2 separate regions of the Mus musculus genome follow, and region 2 is linked to region 1. A link is a contact called in public HiChIP or PLAC-seq data. All regions are on one chromosome and are shown on one strand. The core of a region is the stretch at or near the end of the contact, and the rest is flanking DNA. Distances in the headings are between cores, read along the strand shown. Region 1 has its middle 10 kb from the start of Ubtf. Region 2 holds the start of Gm11627 (predicted gene 11627).

Region 1 (7,591 bases), core at 2,224-4,723:
GTTGTTTACTTCCTGAGCTGAGGTGCTTCCTTGCAGGATGGAATGTTCCACCATTTAGACCATTCTGTGACTTCAGGAGCTTCCCTCAAAAAGTTTCATCTCAGAGGAAATTGTTGCACAACAGTATGGCTCCTAGGTAGGTTATCAATAAGCAAGGGCTCTCACAATGAGAATGGTTAAGTTTGTGGTAACAAACACCTGTCACCTCAGCATTGGGGAGCCAGAGCAGGAAAGATCAACCCATGGCCACCTTCAGCTTCCTTCGTAGTTTTCATTAGCCTGAACTCAGTCAGAAGTTGTTTCAGAAAGTCCAAAATTTTAATAACTAAAATAGGATAAAAATAAATAAAGCTTTTATTAAATAAAATAAAATAAACGAGAACCAAGCTGGGTGTGGTGCTATCTGCCTTTAATCCCAGCACTGAGAGGCAAAGCAGGTTGAACTCTGTGAGTTCCAGGCTAGCCTGGGCTACATAGGAGACTAACAACAGCAAACAAACAAGCAAATAAGCCAGGCACTACTGGTGCATAACTTTAATCCCATCCCAGCATTCAGGAGGCAGAGGCAGGCAGGTAGATCTGAGTTCAAGGCCAGTCTGGTCTACAAAGCAAGTTCTAGGACAGTCTGGGCTACACAGAGAAACCCTGTCTCAGATAGATAGGTAGGTAGATAGATAGGTAGGTAGATAGATAGATAGATAGATAGATAGATAGATAGATAGATAGATAAGATAGATAGATAGATAGACAGACAGACAGACAACATGGGAGAGCTTCCTAAGAATAACACTCAAGGCCATCACTGGAAAGAGAGGCCCATTGGACTTGCAAACTTTATATGCCCCAGTACAGGGGAACACCAGGGCCAAAAAGGGGGAGTGGGTGGGCAGGGGAGTGGGGGTGGGTGGATATGGGGGACTTTTGGTATAGCATTGGAAATGTAAATGAGCTAAATACCTAATAAAAAATGGAAAAAAAAGAATAACACTCAATGGCAATATAAAGCAGACAGAGAGGGCATCCTCCTATGCCCTTTAGTGAGGCAAAGAGCAGGAGGCACGGTGCTAATGAAAAGGTCAGCTCAGGAACTTTGGGAAGGTCTTGAAACACTCACCCCCCCCCCCCCGCCCCCAAGGAGGGAGAGGCTAATTAACATTTCTCTGACCAAAGGGTGGGAACCCACCAGAACCTTCAAGTGGGGACACATTCCGCAGGACTGACCTTCAGATAAGAGAAGTCCTTGTCACCTTATTCCCTAAAGACCAATCAGTTTAAAGGATGCACCTTATTCCCTAAAGACCAATCAGTTTAAAGGGTGCATTTTGTATCCAGTTGCTGATGCTCTATTCTGCCCCTGGAAACCATGTAACCCCACCCCCACCCCACCCCTGAATGGGTCCAGGGTTATCACTTCTCCTTCCGGTCTGGGATGACCCCAGTGCACTGGAACAATAGATTCCTCTTGCTTTTTGCATGGATCCTGGCTCCACGTGGTTCATTCAGGGGGTCCCTGGTAAGCTATGGATCTGAGAAGAGACTCAGCACTATGTTAGCTGTCCCAAGATCTCAAGGCAGGGATCCAGGGGTTGCTCGGGCAGAAAAGCCAATGAGTTTCCACAGTCACACTGGTGGTGCCTTAACCTGCCTAAAGTGAAGAAGACCTCCCAGAGGACAACCCAGGGGTCCCTGGACACAGCCTTCCTGGACTTTTAGTTCGCACTAACTTGTCTTAGTTTTCTGGGTTTAATGTAACTCCTAGGGACACAGGACTTCCGTAAGAAAAGCCATTAAGGGGCTGGAGAGATGGCTTAGCGGTTAAGAACACTGTCTGCTCTTCCAAATGTACTGAGTTCAAATCCCAGCAACCACATGATGGCTCACAACCGTCCATAACGAGATCTGACTCTCTCTTCTCGAGTGTCTGAAGACAGCTACAGTGTACTTACATATAATGAATAAATAAATCTTTTAAAAAAAAAAAAAAAAGAAAAGCCTTTAAATGAAGACTCTTGTGACTGAGTGACCGCCGGCTGAACATCAATGCGGTACATTCCTGTCTCACATATCCTCATTTGGAAATTACAGAACTATAAATTGCTGCCCAATGGCTACTACACGAAAGGATCGGAGAGTGGAGGGGCGCTGAGTGAGCTGTGCGCGCTGACGTAGAGCATGCTCACATTCAGCATGAGAAAGCCAAACATGAGCCGGGCAATAGCTCCATTGCATGCTCACTGTGCAAGCACGAAGACCTGAGTTTAATCCCCAGCACCCACACAGAAAGCTGGATGCAGTGGCCTGCACTTGCAATCTCAGTACCGAGGAGTCAGAGATCTGTCGGACTCACTGGCCAGCCCATGTAGCAGAATCTGATCACCCTAGCCTAACCTGGCGAACACTGGGAACAAAGACTATATACACCTTTGAGATGCATAGATTCCCAGTCTCACTAGCATTACTAGGCATATCCAGGTTGGCTTAGGGAATAGTCATTTTATTATTGGGGTATACATTTGATTTCCCCCTGATCTGACTTCCTATGTAGTATTATTTATCAAGTAAAAAGGGCAATGTAAATACTCTAGCTACTTAACTTTTGTTTTTTGTTTTGTTTTTTTTTTCGAGACATGGTTTCTCTGTATAGCCCTGGCTGTCCTGGAACTCACTTTGTAGACCAGGCTGGCCTCGAACTCAGAAATCCGCCTGCCTCTGCCTCTGCCTCCAGAGAGCTGGGATTAAAGGCATGCACCAGCATGCCTGGCTGACCTAACGTTTTTATTTTCATGGTATACACTGGTTTTCTGTTGTCTACCCCACACTGTGCACATTTTGAGCTATTGAGGCAGTTTCTGTCAAAGCACTTAGATGCCAAGACAAGAGTAGCAGACGTTGCACTAAGAGACCTGTGATATATATGATCACATAGGAACAGACATCTTTATTTGGCTTCCCGAAGGCCAAGGCCCCTCCTACATGCTTGTTAGTAGTTGACTGTAGTTCTGGAAATTGAATCCAAGGCCTCATGCACACCAGGTAAGTTATCTACTACTGAAATACCTCCTCAGGCTTTTCATTGTAATTCAGTCTTTGAGTATTCAATATTCTTGCCTCCGATTGTCAAAAATGCTAGGATAATGGTCTTAAGCAGCCAGATCCAGCTGTCCTACAGTATGGAAGGAAATGGTTCTTGTTATTCTACTTTTTTGTTTGTTTGTTTGTTTGTTTTGTTTTGTTTTTTGAGATAGGGTTTCTCTGTGTAGCCCTGGCAGTCCTGGAACTCACTCAGTAGACCACACTGGCCTTAGAAATGCCCCTGCCTCTGCCTCCCAAGTACTGCCCAGCTTGTTTATTCTACTATTAAGCATATGGCTTCTTTTGAAGGTAATATCACCCAGAAGCAAGGTTGAACACCTATGTTAGTCTGCTATTTTTATCTAAATAGTAGTGGAGTCCTGAAAGACAAGCCCACTGGTGTTGGGGTTTGGTCAGTTGCTATGTATTGTAATGCTAAATTCTGTAGGGGGGGGGTCCTGCTATGAAAGAATTCTCAAGGTTACCAGCTTTTGTTGTGCAAACCTTGTTCCTTAGTTTTTAAAACTACTAGTAAAACAAAGTGCTTACAGCCAATTACAGGAGGGATTAGAGTTGGGAGTGGAGAGGCAAGGAGGAAGAGGAGGAGGAGGAAGAAGAGGAGGAGGAGGAAACACTTTGAGAGAAGTACTGTGAGCACATGGCCAGAAGAAACTGCAAATATTGGGGGGGGGGCACCTCTGGGGAGGTAGCCAGGCCAGCAGGTTAGAAAAGTAGATTGAGGATTAGCCCCCAGTAATTGTCAAAGCCAAATAAAATAACTGATGTCTGAATCTCATTTATTTGTAAGCTAGATGGGGATAAGTTTAAATTAGTTGTACTACACATAAGCTTTTATTTTTTATTTATTTTATTTTTTTGGTTTTTTTTCGAGACAGGGTTTCTCTGTATAGCCCTGGCTGTCCTGGAACTCACTTTGTAGACCAGGCTGGCCTCGAACTCAGAAATCCGCCTGCCTCTACCTCCCGAGTGCTGGGATTAAAGGCATGTGCCACCACTGCCCACACCACATAGGCTTTTAAAAATGTATCTTAGCTCCAGGATCAAACTTCAACTGTCTCTGTTGAAGAGGACGAGGACCTACCAAACAGTGCAGCTTCTTTTCTTTGGGGAATCAAATCCTCTGTCTTAGGTAAGAAATCAGACGGAGGTCGTCCTAAAGCTAGGAGTGGTAATCAGGACCACTGCCAGGCAATAGCAACACCTATTTAAGATCAGCCAGGGAAAAGTCTCACTCCTCTAATGGACCCTTTAATGACACGAATTTCAAGTTCAATAAGTCAGACAAGCTGAGCCTTCATACCTCAGCACCCTTAGGGATGAGGAGCAGAAAGAAGAGGCAGTGGAAGGGAGAGCTTCCCTGGCTGCGAGGAAAGGATGCTCACCCTCGGGGTAGAGATGCCTGTTCAGGAGGGTTAGCCAAAACAGACTGCATCTAAGATGAAGACCAGAGCGACCCAGAGGACAGCCTCTATCTTCACCATCAAGACATCTGAATGATTACTGAATGACACCCCCCCTCCTGTGTCCTGACAGCTGACAATCATCAGAATAGCTGGAAGGAACTGGAAAACAAGGGCTGAGAGACGTGGTAACGGGTAAAAGCTTTATTTCTGTATACCTAATGACCTAAGTTTGACCCTTGGAGCGAGTCCAAAAAGAAAGATGTAGTGGCCCAGGCGGTGGTGGCCCTCTTCTTTAATTCTAGCACCCCGAGGGGCGGGGGGGAGTCAGAGGCAGGTGGATATCTGTGACTTTTTTGACCAGCCTGGTCTACAGAACTTAGACAGTCTGGGCCAAGACAGGAAAAATCTGTCTCAAAAAACCAAACCAAACCAAACCAAAAACCTTTAATCCCAGCACTCGGGAGGCAGAGGCAGGTGGATTTCTGAGTTCGAGGCCAGCCTGATCTACAGAGTGAGTTCCAGGACAGCCAGGGCTATACAGAGAAACCCTGTCTCGAAAAACAACAACCAACCAACCAACCAACCAACCAACCAACCAAACAAACAAACAAAAACCAATACCTCCTCACGCCCCAAAAATAGAGAAGCTGGGGTGTTGTGCAGATGTTACCTGGGCTGAGGAGAGGGCGGAGTCAGAGAGAGGGCGGAGTCAGAGAGGGCTGCTAGGAAGCTGCTGGCCACCCAGCCTGGAAGAGCCACAGAAACAAGAGGGACCCTGCTCAACAAGGTCTCGAAGTCTAGAACTCACAACAGGTGACAACTGTCTTCTCACCTCCATATGGGCAGCATGGCACACATTCCTTCAGTCGCACGAATGCACACAAGATGAATAAATAAATAAATAAATACCAGAAAAGACGTGAGAAGATGTCCGTTCAGCTGCTGACAGATGTCATTTTCTAGAAATATGCGCCCCCTCCCAACTAACCCAACCCCCCACCCCCAACTTTCCTCCCCTTTCTCTTTACTATTCATCTAGCACCTTTCTGGCCCTGGAGGATTGAGAAACTAGTTTGCTAGTTTATCTCCTACTTCTACTCTTGGCCCAGAATCCAGGCTCCCTCCCTGCTTAGCTGTCTTGTTCTTTATTGTCTCCACAGTTCTTAGTGGATGGGAGGTTGGGAAAGAGGGCCCAGTTGACAAGACCTGGAAACAGAGCCAATGTAACTGCTGCCATTGTCTGTAGTCGTCAGACTCCAGCTTCCTGGTCCAGCTCTGGGGACTCGTAAGTCTCCCTGGAGTTTCCAGGCATCCAAATGCAGAGTGGAGATGAGTCACTGGCTCCCTTCCTTCTGAAGCGTCCAGCTTCTTGGCTGAGCAACTACGTAAGCTTCTTTACCTCTCCAGAGTACAGACCAGGCCGTTCCAGTCCTCATTAAGTTGTTTGCATATGTCTGCAGTATTAGTTATACAAGACAAAAGAGGTGGTGGTAAGGCCTTTCATCCTAGCACTCGGGAGGCAGAGTCAGGTGGATTTCTGAGTTGGAAGCCAGCCTGGTCTACAGAGTGAGTTCCAGGACAGCCAGGGCTACACAGAGAAACCCTGTCTTGAAAAAACAAAACCAAAACCAAAACACATTATTTTTATCTTATGTGCATTGATGGTTTGCCCAAATGTTTGTGTGAAGGTGATATTGGAGTTACAGACAGTTGTGAGCTACCATGTGCGTGTTGGGTCCTCTGGAAGAATAATCATTGCTCTTAACCACTGAGCCATCTCTCCAGCCCCAACAATACTTTTTAAAAGTCTAACATAGAAAATTTGTACAAGAAGTGGGGTCAGTGCTGTAACAAAGCCTCCCTGTGGGTTTTCTATGCTATTGGTGGGCTGGGCAGAGGGATGCTGTACTTTCTGTACAGGTTTGAATTTGATTCCAGATCCCATATAAAAATCTGGGCATGAGCCAGGCGTGATGATGCATGCCTTTAGTCCCAGCACTTGGGATATAGAGGCAGGTGGATCTGAGGCCAGCCCTGAAGGCAGAATCAGTTCTAGGACAGCCAGGGATACACAGAGAAACCCTGTCTTGAAAACTCATTAAAAAAAAAAAAAGGATGCGTGTGGTGGTACCCATCTGTCACCCCAACATTCCTATGATGAGGTGCAAGGTAGAGACAAGAGAATTGCCATAAAAAGTCGAGAGCCAGCTAGCCTGGAATATTCTGCACAGCACAGAAACAGGAGAGATCCTACCCTACTTCAACAAGGCAAGAGACAAAATCTGATTCCCAGGAGTTGTCACTGATGCCCATGTACATACTGTGGCTTGTGTATGTCTGCATTTACATACACAGACAAGTACATCCACAGAGAGAAATATTTTGGGGGAAAGCAGGAGAGGCAGGAGGAGGAGAAAGAGGAGGAGAAAGAGAAAGAGGAAAGAAGAGGAGGAGGAGAAGGAGGAGGAGGAGGAGGAGGAGGAGGAGGAGGAATCGCCATCCTTTGATCTTTGGAACTATAGATCCATGCCAGAAAGCCAAGCTTCTAGAATCTTTTGCAACTAATATGAGGGAAAAATTAAGAGATTCAGATTAGAGAAATTCTAGACCAGCCGTTCTCAACCTGTGGATCAAGACCCCTCTACCTCTGAGGAATGCACCAGTCCTGTACTAGAGTTTTTATCCACTGCCTCTCCTGATTCTCAGGCCTTCAGACCTGGACTAGACCCACACCATCACATCTCCTGAGTCACTACAGACCCAGAGAGTTCCGAACTTCCATGTTTATATGATCTAATTATTATCTACCCACCAATCCAACCCCATCTGTTTTCTCCTTTTCTTTCTTTCTTTCTTTCTTTCTTTCTTTCTTTCTTTCTTTCTTTCTTTCTTTCTTTCTTTCAACAGGGTTTCTCTGTGTAGCCCTGACTGTCCTGGAACTTGCTCTGTAGACCAGGCTGGCCTCGAACTCAGAAATCTGCCTGCCTTTGCCTTCCAAGTGCTGGGATTAAAGGCATGTGCCACCACTGCCCGGCCTTTTTTTTTTTTTTTTTTTTTAAAGATTTATTTATTTATAATATATGAGTACACCTTAA
Region 2 (6,798 bases), core at 1,645-4,144, 250 kb before region 1:
ACCCAAAATCTAACAGAGAGTGGAGACCAGTCCCAGGCCTCACACTAATAAATAAAGGTGAAATTCCACTTCACCCCTCCAGCCCCAACTTACACGCTCTCCTAGCCCAGACCCCAAAGGACCCCAGAATGGTTGATTGCACTAGACTTACAAGATGCTCCTTTCTGTAAACCCTTACACCCTGAGTCCCAGTACCTGTCTGTCATTGAGGACCCAAACTCCCATGTTACCCAGCTCACCTGGTTGATCCTACCCCTGGGACACAAGGACAGTCCCCACCTCTTTAGCCAGGCCTTCTCTAGGAACCCCCTTGACTTCTTGAACCCTCAAGCCAGGGTCCGCCAATATGTGAATGATCCTTTGTAGCCCACAGAAGGTCCCCAGGAAGGAACTGAGTTTACTCCTTATCTGAGAGGGGGCTATAAGGTTTCTAAAATAAAGTTCGGTTGTGCCAGCTGTCAATCAAATACTTAGTACTAGCCATAGCTAAAGAGAAAGGGACTTGGCGAGGACTGGGTAAAATCTAGCTTTTCCTTCCCATTACAAAAATAAAATAATAATAATAAAATAAATTAAACAACTTAGGGGATTTTTATGGGGAGGTTACAAGATTCTTCAGACTCTGAATTTCAGTATATGGGGAATTTGCCTGGTTATAAATGAAACCAGCCAATAAAAGAAACACAAACTGGGGCTGGAGAGATGGCTCAGAGGTTAAGGGCACAGACTGTTCTTCCAGAGGTCCTGAGTTCAATTCTCCAAAGTAGAAAAGACAAGATTCACCATCAACACGCCCTAAAGTTGGGACACCCAACTCTACTCAACCATCATCTCATCATCTTGCTGTGGGTAGACACCTTTCCCTGTATAGGATAGACAGAGAAGGTCTCTGAGGTAGTCTAAACCTTTTTTTTTTTTAAGATTATTTTATTTTATTAAGTATGGAGGTGTTTTGCCCACATCTATGTCTGTGTATTTTATACATGCAGTGCCCATAGAGGCCAAAAGAGGCCATTGGATCCCTGGAACTGGAGTTAAAGACAGTTGTGAGCTGCCAGGTGGTTGCTGGGAATTGAACCTGAGTCCCCTTGGAGAACAACCAGCGTTCTTAACCATTGAGCCAACTCTCTAGCCCCTGGCCTAGAACTCTTGACTAAACAGAGATCTTCCTGTCCCTGCCTCCCAAGTGCTGGGATTAAAGTTGCACACCCACTATGCTCAACCCAAGGCACAGTCCAAATCTTAGTTCATAAAATTATCCAAAAACGAGGACTGCTTAACAAAGCATTCAAAGTAATAACGAGTGGTCCTTCAAGGCCTCACGGATGGAGGAGGTATCAACTGCCCTAGAAATTCAACTGAATCTCTGTAGTGTCTGGAGGGAAAGACAGAGGGAAGAAATAGGTTTTTTTAAATTTAAATCAATCAAGCCAGGTGTGGTGGCGCACGCCTGTAATTCCAGCACTCAGGAGGCAGAGGCAGGCGGGTTTTTGAGTTCGAGGCCACCCTGGTCTACAAAGTGAGTTCCAGGACAGCCAGGGCTACACAGAGAAACTCTGTCTCGAAAAACAAACAACAAAAGAATTTAAATCAATCAATCAATCAATCAAAAGATGCTATCTCAAGAAATTGGCCTCCTGAATTTCTTTTCCCCTGAACTTTTCTCTTTTCTCCTTGGCCCTGGTCTGAATTAGAAATGTTCCTTCAGACCCAGCTTTCAGACCCTACAGGATCCTATATGGAAGTCCCTTCCTGAGTTAAGACTCCTCTTTAAACACAATCTATGTGCTGGGTTGTGGTGACACACACCTTTGATCCCAACACTCAGAAGGCAGAGGCAGGTGGATCTCTTGAGTTAGAGGTCAGCCTGGTCCACAAGTGAGTTTGGGGACAGCCAGGGCTACACAGAGAAACTCACCTTGGGAAGAAAAACAAAACAAAACAAAACAAAGCAACAACAACAACAACAACAACAAAAACCCTATCTCACCCCCACCACCACCTCCCAAAGAATTTTTTTCTTACCTGTCAGCATCACTACACTCCATCTCCAACTGAGACTCCACCGCCTCTCTCAGGTCCCTCAGTCCACCCAGGCTCTCTATTCCGACTTCTGAAGCTCAACTGAGCCTAAACTAGCCAATGTGGTCCTTCCTGGCATAGGTCACTCAGTGACAAAAGGCGACATTAATCTTCTTTCTTAAAGGGTTGAGAAGGTCAGACAAAGTGGTCACTTCATTTGATGGACACCCAACCCTTGCCTGCAATGTTTGTTTTCCCTCCATTGCCTGGGTCAGGAAGACACTGTTGGAGAGGGGATGTTTCCCAGGGAGAGGTGCAGGTACACGGATTTCTACACTCTGAAGTCGCCGGGAAGGGAGGCGTGGGGTTTCAGGTTGCCTTCCCCCAGGGCAAGGTCACCCCAGATAACCCTTGAGGAATTCTTTGGCCTAGGAGTTGCAGGATAGAATAACAAACCCCATTGCTGGGTTAAAGCAAAACTTGGCCAACTTCATTTGGGGGGGACTATGGCTTCTTTGAAACTGGGGCTGAACCAGTCACACTTCCCAGGCAATTCCTCCTGTGCTCAGTCTCCCCGCCCCCAAATGCCCACCTTAGCACACCCAGGAGAGTGAGGGACTCTGGAAAATGCAAAGAACTTAGCCCTGACTATGGCTCCCGTGTCGGGAGGGCCTTAAAGTGCAGGCTGCTGAGGGGGCAAGGGCTGTACTTGGTGCGCGCAGGTCCTAGGGTCCTACTTGTGGTTGGGGGGGTCAGCTAAAGAGAACGAACACCCCTCTTCTCTCCACAGCTGGTGCACCAAGGGTCCTCCTCCCTATCACAGCCCTTCCCTTAGAAAGCCTGCTGAGTCTGGAATGAGAGGAATCTGAACTACAAACCGACCTCTTGGCAGCATCCCCAACTTCTCTCCAGCCACTCCTAGGTTGCCGACTTCCAGGCAAGGCTGAAGGGGCCTAGGTGGGAAGACCCCACACACAGAGAGACACTGAAGAAACGGGGGTGCAGAAGTCAGTCGAGGGCAGAGAGACAGTACACGCGCGTTTTGTAGGTTGGGGCTTGCTCTAAGGTCCAATCGGCCTGGAACTCACAAGTTTTGGCAATCCTCCTGTCTCGGCTTTCCCAAGTCCTGGAATTATAGATGTGAGCCAGCTTGAACAAAGAATTTATATTTTCCAAACCAAAAATCAAAACCATTAACAAGTCAGTGTGCTGGAGTCACAGGATTAGGGATTTGAAACCAAGCCCACTGTAGAATGATTCAAGCTGTCGAGTCTCCAGGGTTGACAAGCAATTAGTATTACATCCTAGGAAGAAAGGACCTGTGTCCCCAGCTCTTGTCTCCCCTCTGCTTGGCTCTTTTCTCCCAAGGGCTAAGCTTGCCTGGTGCTATCTGGGCAGTATCACAGTCTGAGAATGCCCCGTGGAGGCTGAAAGAATCGGGAAAAGTGAAGAATGGTCTTTTTAAAAGATTGATGGCACAGAGCCAGAGGCCACTTCTGCCTGCCACACTTGTGGCAGACCCCAGTGTCCTGCCCACCGTCTCTGTAGCGTCCTCTCTACCCCACCTGAACCGTGTGGAACTTTGATGGTGATTTAGCCAGGGCTATCTGCGCCATGAGATGCCCAGGCAACGTACTAGAAGGGTGACCCTGGGGAAAGGACCAGGCTACAGCAGAGAAGCAGCCAGCCAGCCAGCCAGGAGCAGGAAGCCGCTTGGGGCAAGATGACCTCTTTCCAAGGGCAGTTCTGTCCAGCTTGTATAACATAGCTCCTGCCAAGGGTGGTATAGAAAGGCTCAGAGCCCACAGCAGGCTGGGGAAGGGCATTGAAAAGGGAGCTTAAGGGCTTCCTGCTGCGTGAGATGGATTAGGGGCCTGTGGGGAGCCAGTCTAGCAGGGAGAAAGGCACTGGCCAGATGCCAGAGCCCCTTGGCCAAAGACACTCTGAGACGAAGAATCCCTGGGTATCTGGTGGACTGCAAGTCCGCATCTTCCACCTGGCTGAGGGGCCCAGACAGAGTGACATATGGTGATGAGGAGACGGACCAAAGAGCACCAAAATGGAGGAAGGAAAAGCAGCCCTGCTTGAGTGAACCAGTGGACATCTCATAGGAAAATAAACAACCTCTCCAGTGATTTTTATCCAACTCTCCCCGAGCCCTTGAACTGGGTCTGTTCTTCGGGGCTGGTTCACTGCTGGGCTCTGTTTCTCTAGTCTGCAGGATGGGAGCTCTGAGGCCACCACTGGGAACAGCATAAGTAGTAGAAGCTTGTTTTGTAGTATTTTCTTTCCAGACTGGGTTTCTCTACATAGACCAGGCTGGCCTGAAACTCATTATGTAGACCATGTTGGTATCAGGACCTCCGAAGGTCCAACAGACCAGGTAGGCTTTGAACTCACAAAGCTCCACCATTCCTGGTTATATGTGGTGCTGGAGATCAGACTTGGGACTTTGTGAATGCTAGGCAGGCACTGACCGACTGAGCTATCCCGGCAACCTGTGTATGAGGACAAACCCTTCTATCTTCACAAGAGTCTCTCCATGTAGCCCTGGCCAGCCCGGAACTCATGCGGACCAGGCAGGCCTTGAACTCACAGAGATCCTTCTGTCTCTACCTCCTGAGTTTTGGACTACTGCGGCCAGGATCTTAAACAGTGCATGGTGTAGGCTCTAACAAGCAGACTAAAGCAAGAGAATCAGAAGTTAAAGGCTACATAGTGGGAACTTAACTCAGAACAAAAAACAAACCATCAATCGTATTGGTCCCATAGACCAGAAGCCTCAGTATCACGATTGTTATTATTACCTTTATTTATTTATTTAAAGATTTATTTATTATTATATGTAAGTACACTGTCACTGTCTTCAGACACAACAGAAGAGGGCATCAGATCTCATTATGGATGGTTGTGAGCCACCATGTGGTTTCTGGGATTTGAACTCAGGACCTTTGGAAGAGCAGTCAGTGCTGTTAACTGCTGAGGCATCTCTCCAGCCCCTACTTATTTATTTTTGAGGCTAGGGTCTCACTAAGTTGCCTGGGCAGGCTTCTATTTGCTAGGCCAAGTGATTCTTTTGCCCCAGTCTTCCTAGTATCTGGGATTAAGTGCTTGCAGCTCAAGTCTCTTTTTTGTTTTTTGTTTTTAGCAAAGATATCTCCTCTCATAGTCTGTTAGGAAGCAGGCTAAAATCCTGTCCCCACCCCATCTCCTGCGGACAAACAGGGAAGGTCTACTTCTAGGAGGAGAAAGACTCGGGCAACCAGATAACACGTGGGCAACTCCTGACGACATCCTTGGGGAGAAGGGGTTCCAGTGCTAGATCCTCCAAGCTCAGGACGTCCCTGGACCAGAGCTGCCCTGTCTCCCAACTCACTGGGCCAGCCCTTTCCTTTGTGCTCAGTCCTTTCCCACAGCCTAGCAAGGGGTGTGTGTGTGTGTGTGTGCTAGGATCCCAGGCCCACCCCCTCCTGCTGGGCAGCACCCCATCAACCCCCACATAAAAAGCTTGAGAAGGGACAGGGGTGGGGGAGTTAGTGGGAGGGGGCGTCCTCACTCCGAGGAGGCCTCGGCACCCTTCTCCCTTTCTGGGGAACAAGAAACTTGCCAAAGGCTTGGGCCCCTTCCCCAGCCCCTGGCCCCAGCTCTGGCTCCCCCAGACAAAAAGCTGCTTTACATGAGAAGAGCGGGCTGGCCTGGCCTTACCCGGGCACTCAAAGAGGCGGTAGCCCCTGACAGCCCGGGCTGCCCCTTCCCCCACGCCGAGGCCTCGTTTAGTTGCAATTAGCAATTCTTTGCATATGTCCCTCAAGGCTCGAAGGACGCGGGTCCTCACCCCCTAATTCCAGCCTTCAACCTTCTGGAGTCTCTCTGGTTCCCTCCTTGTGTCCTCTCTGCTCTTTCCTGCCGTGTCCTGCCGGGACACGGGCCTTCCTAGGAGTTCGCCAAAGAAGGAAGCACGTAGAGGAGCCAAATCAAGAACTCTCGAGGGTGGGGGGTGGGGAAGAAGAGGGAGGGCTGGGCTTGCTCAAGCTGGAGGACCCCAAAGCAAACCCACACTGCCGCAGCCCTCCTCCCTTCCTGAGCCATCCCCTCTCCAAATCAGGAAGAACGACCAAAGGAAAAGAGGTTTTAATAAGAGATCCCCTGGGAAGGAGGTGGGTAGGAGGGAGGGTGGGGGTGGCAGGGAGGAGGAACTGGGGACGGCTAGCTTTTCTCTCCTCGCAGCTTGAGCACAGAACATTCGATCTCTCACATTTCGACCGGACAGGGACTAGGCTCACCCCCAATCTAGAGGGAGGAGAGCGAGGAAGAGGGACGGTCTCGCTAGGTGATTCTCCAAGCCTTTGACACACATTGCTTCCTTCCAGGGTTTTCCCCTTTCCCTCCACGTCTCTGACGGGTTTTTCTTGTCTCCACTAGGGGGCGCCCTCGGCACGGTGGGAACTTCGCAGGCCTCGAGGAGGGCGTACACAGTCGCTGGGACAGCCAGTGTCCGCTGGAGTTGCAAATCCTATGTTCGGAGGGAATTCTCAGGCCTCCAAGATCTTTGTGAGGAGTGGAGCGAGGTATACAACACTCTGGGATCCTGTTGGTCAATAAAGGGGTGTGTCCGGACGGGACGGGACGGGACAGGGACGGGGGTGAGGTGGGGGCTGAGGGATTAGCCTCCCTGAGTTCATATCAGCCTCCAGTACAGGAGAAGTCAGGGGTTCTTAGAATTTATAACAGGAGTAAGAGCAGAGCTGACTTGGAAGCCCAGCAGGAACCCCATGG

The links. HiChIP or PLAC-seq counts read pairs in DNA pulled down with a chosen protein or histone mark.
Region 2: a contact with region 1 is called in an H3K27ac HiChIP or PLAC-seq map of embryonic stem cells, with 11 read pairs. The contact joins two enhancer-like sites. A contact is called at or near these places in 1 of 39 promoter capture datasets (pre-B cells), 1 of 484 Hi-C or Micro-C datasets (embryonic stem cells) and 2 of 115 datasets of contacts at active chromatin or transcription factors (embryonic stem cells and pancreatic cancer cells).

Annotation. Positions count from the first base shown.
Region 1 is chr11:102,325,658-102,333,248 of GRCm38.p6, reverse strand. No RefSeq gene overlaps it. Among named protein-coding and RNA genes, the nearest start is that of Ubtf, 10 kb to the right of the region's middle. Within about 2 kb of position 3,473, at least 5 of the 459 cell types and tissues checked have an H3K27ac peak or open chromatin away from gene starts, as enhancers often do. A contact at or near this core is called in embryonic stem cells, where this site is marked.
Region 2 is chr11:102,578,542-102,585,339 of GRCm38.p6, reverse strand. Gm11627 (predicted gene 11627) reads left to right here and starts at 6,221. Exons shown (of 3, transcript NR_040286.1): 1 at 6,221-6,352; 2 at 6,445-6,590. Within about 2 kb of position 2,894, at least 57 of the 459 cell types and tissues checked have an H3K27ac peak or open chromatin away from gene starts, as enhancers often do. A contact at or near this core is called in embryonic stem cells, where this site is marked.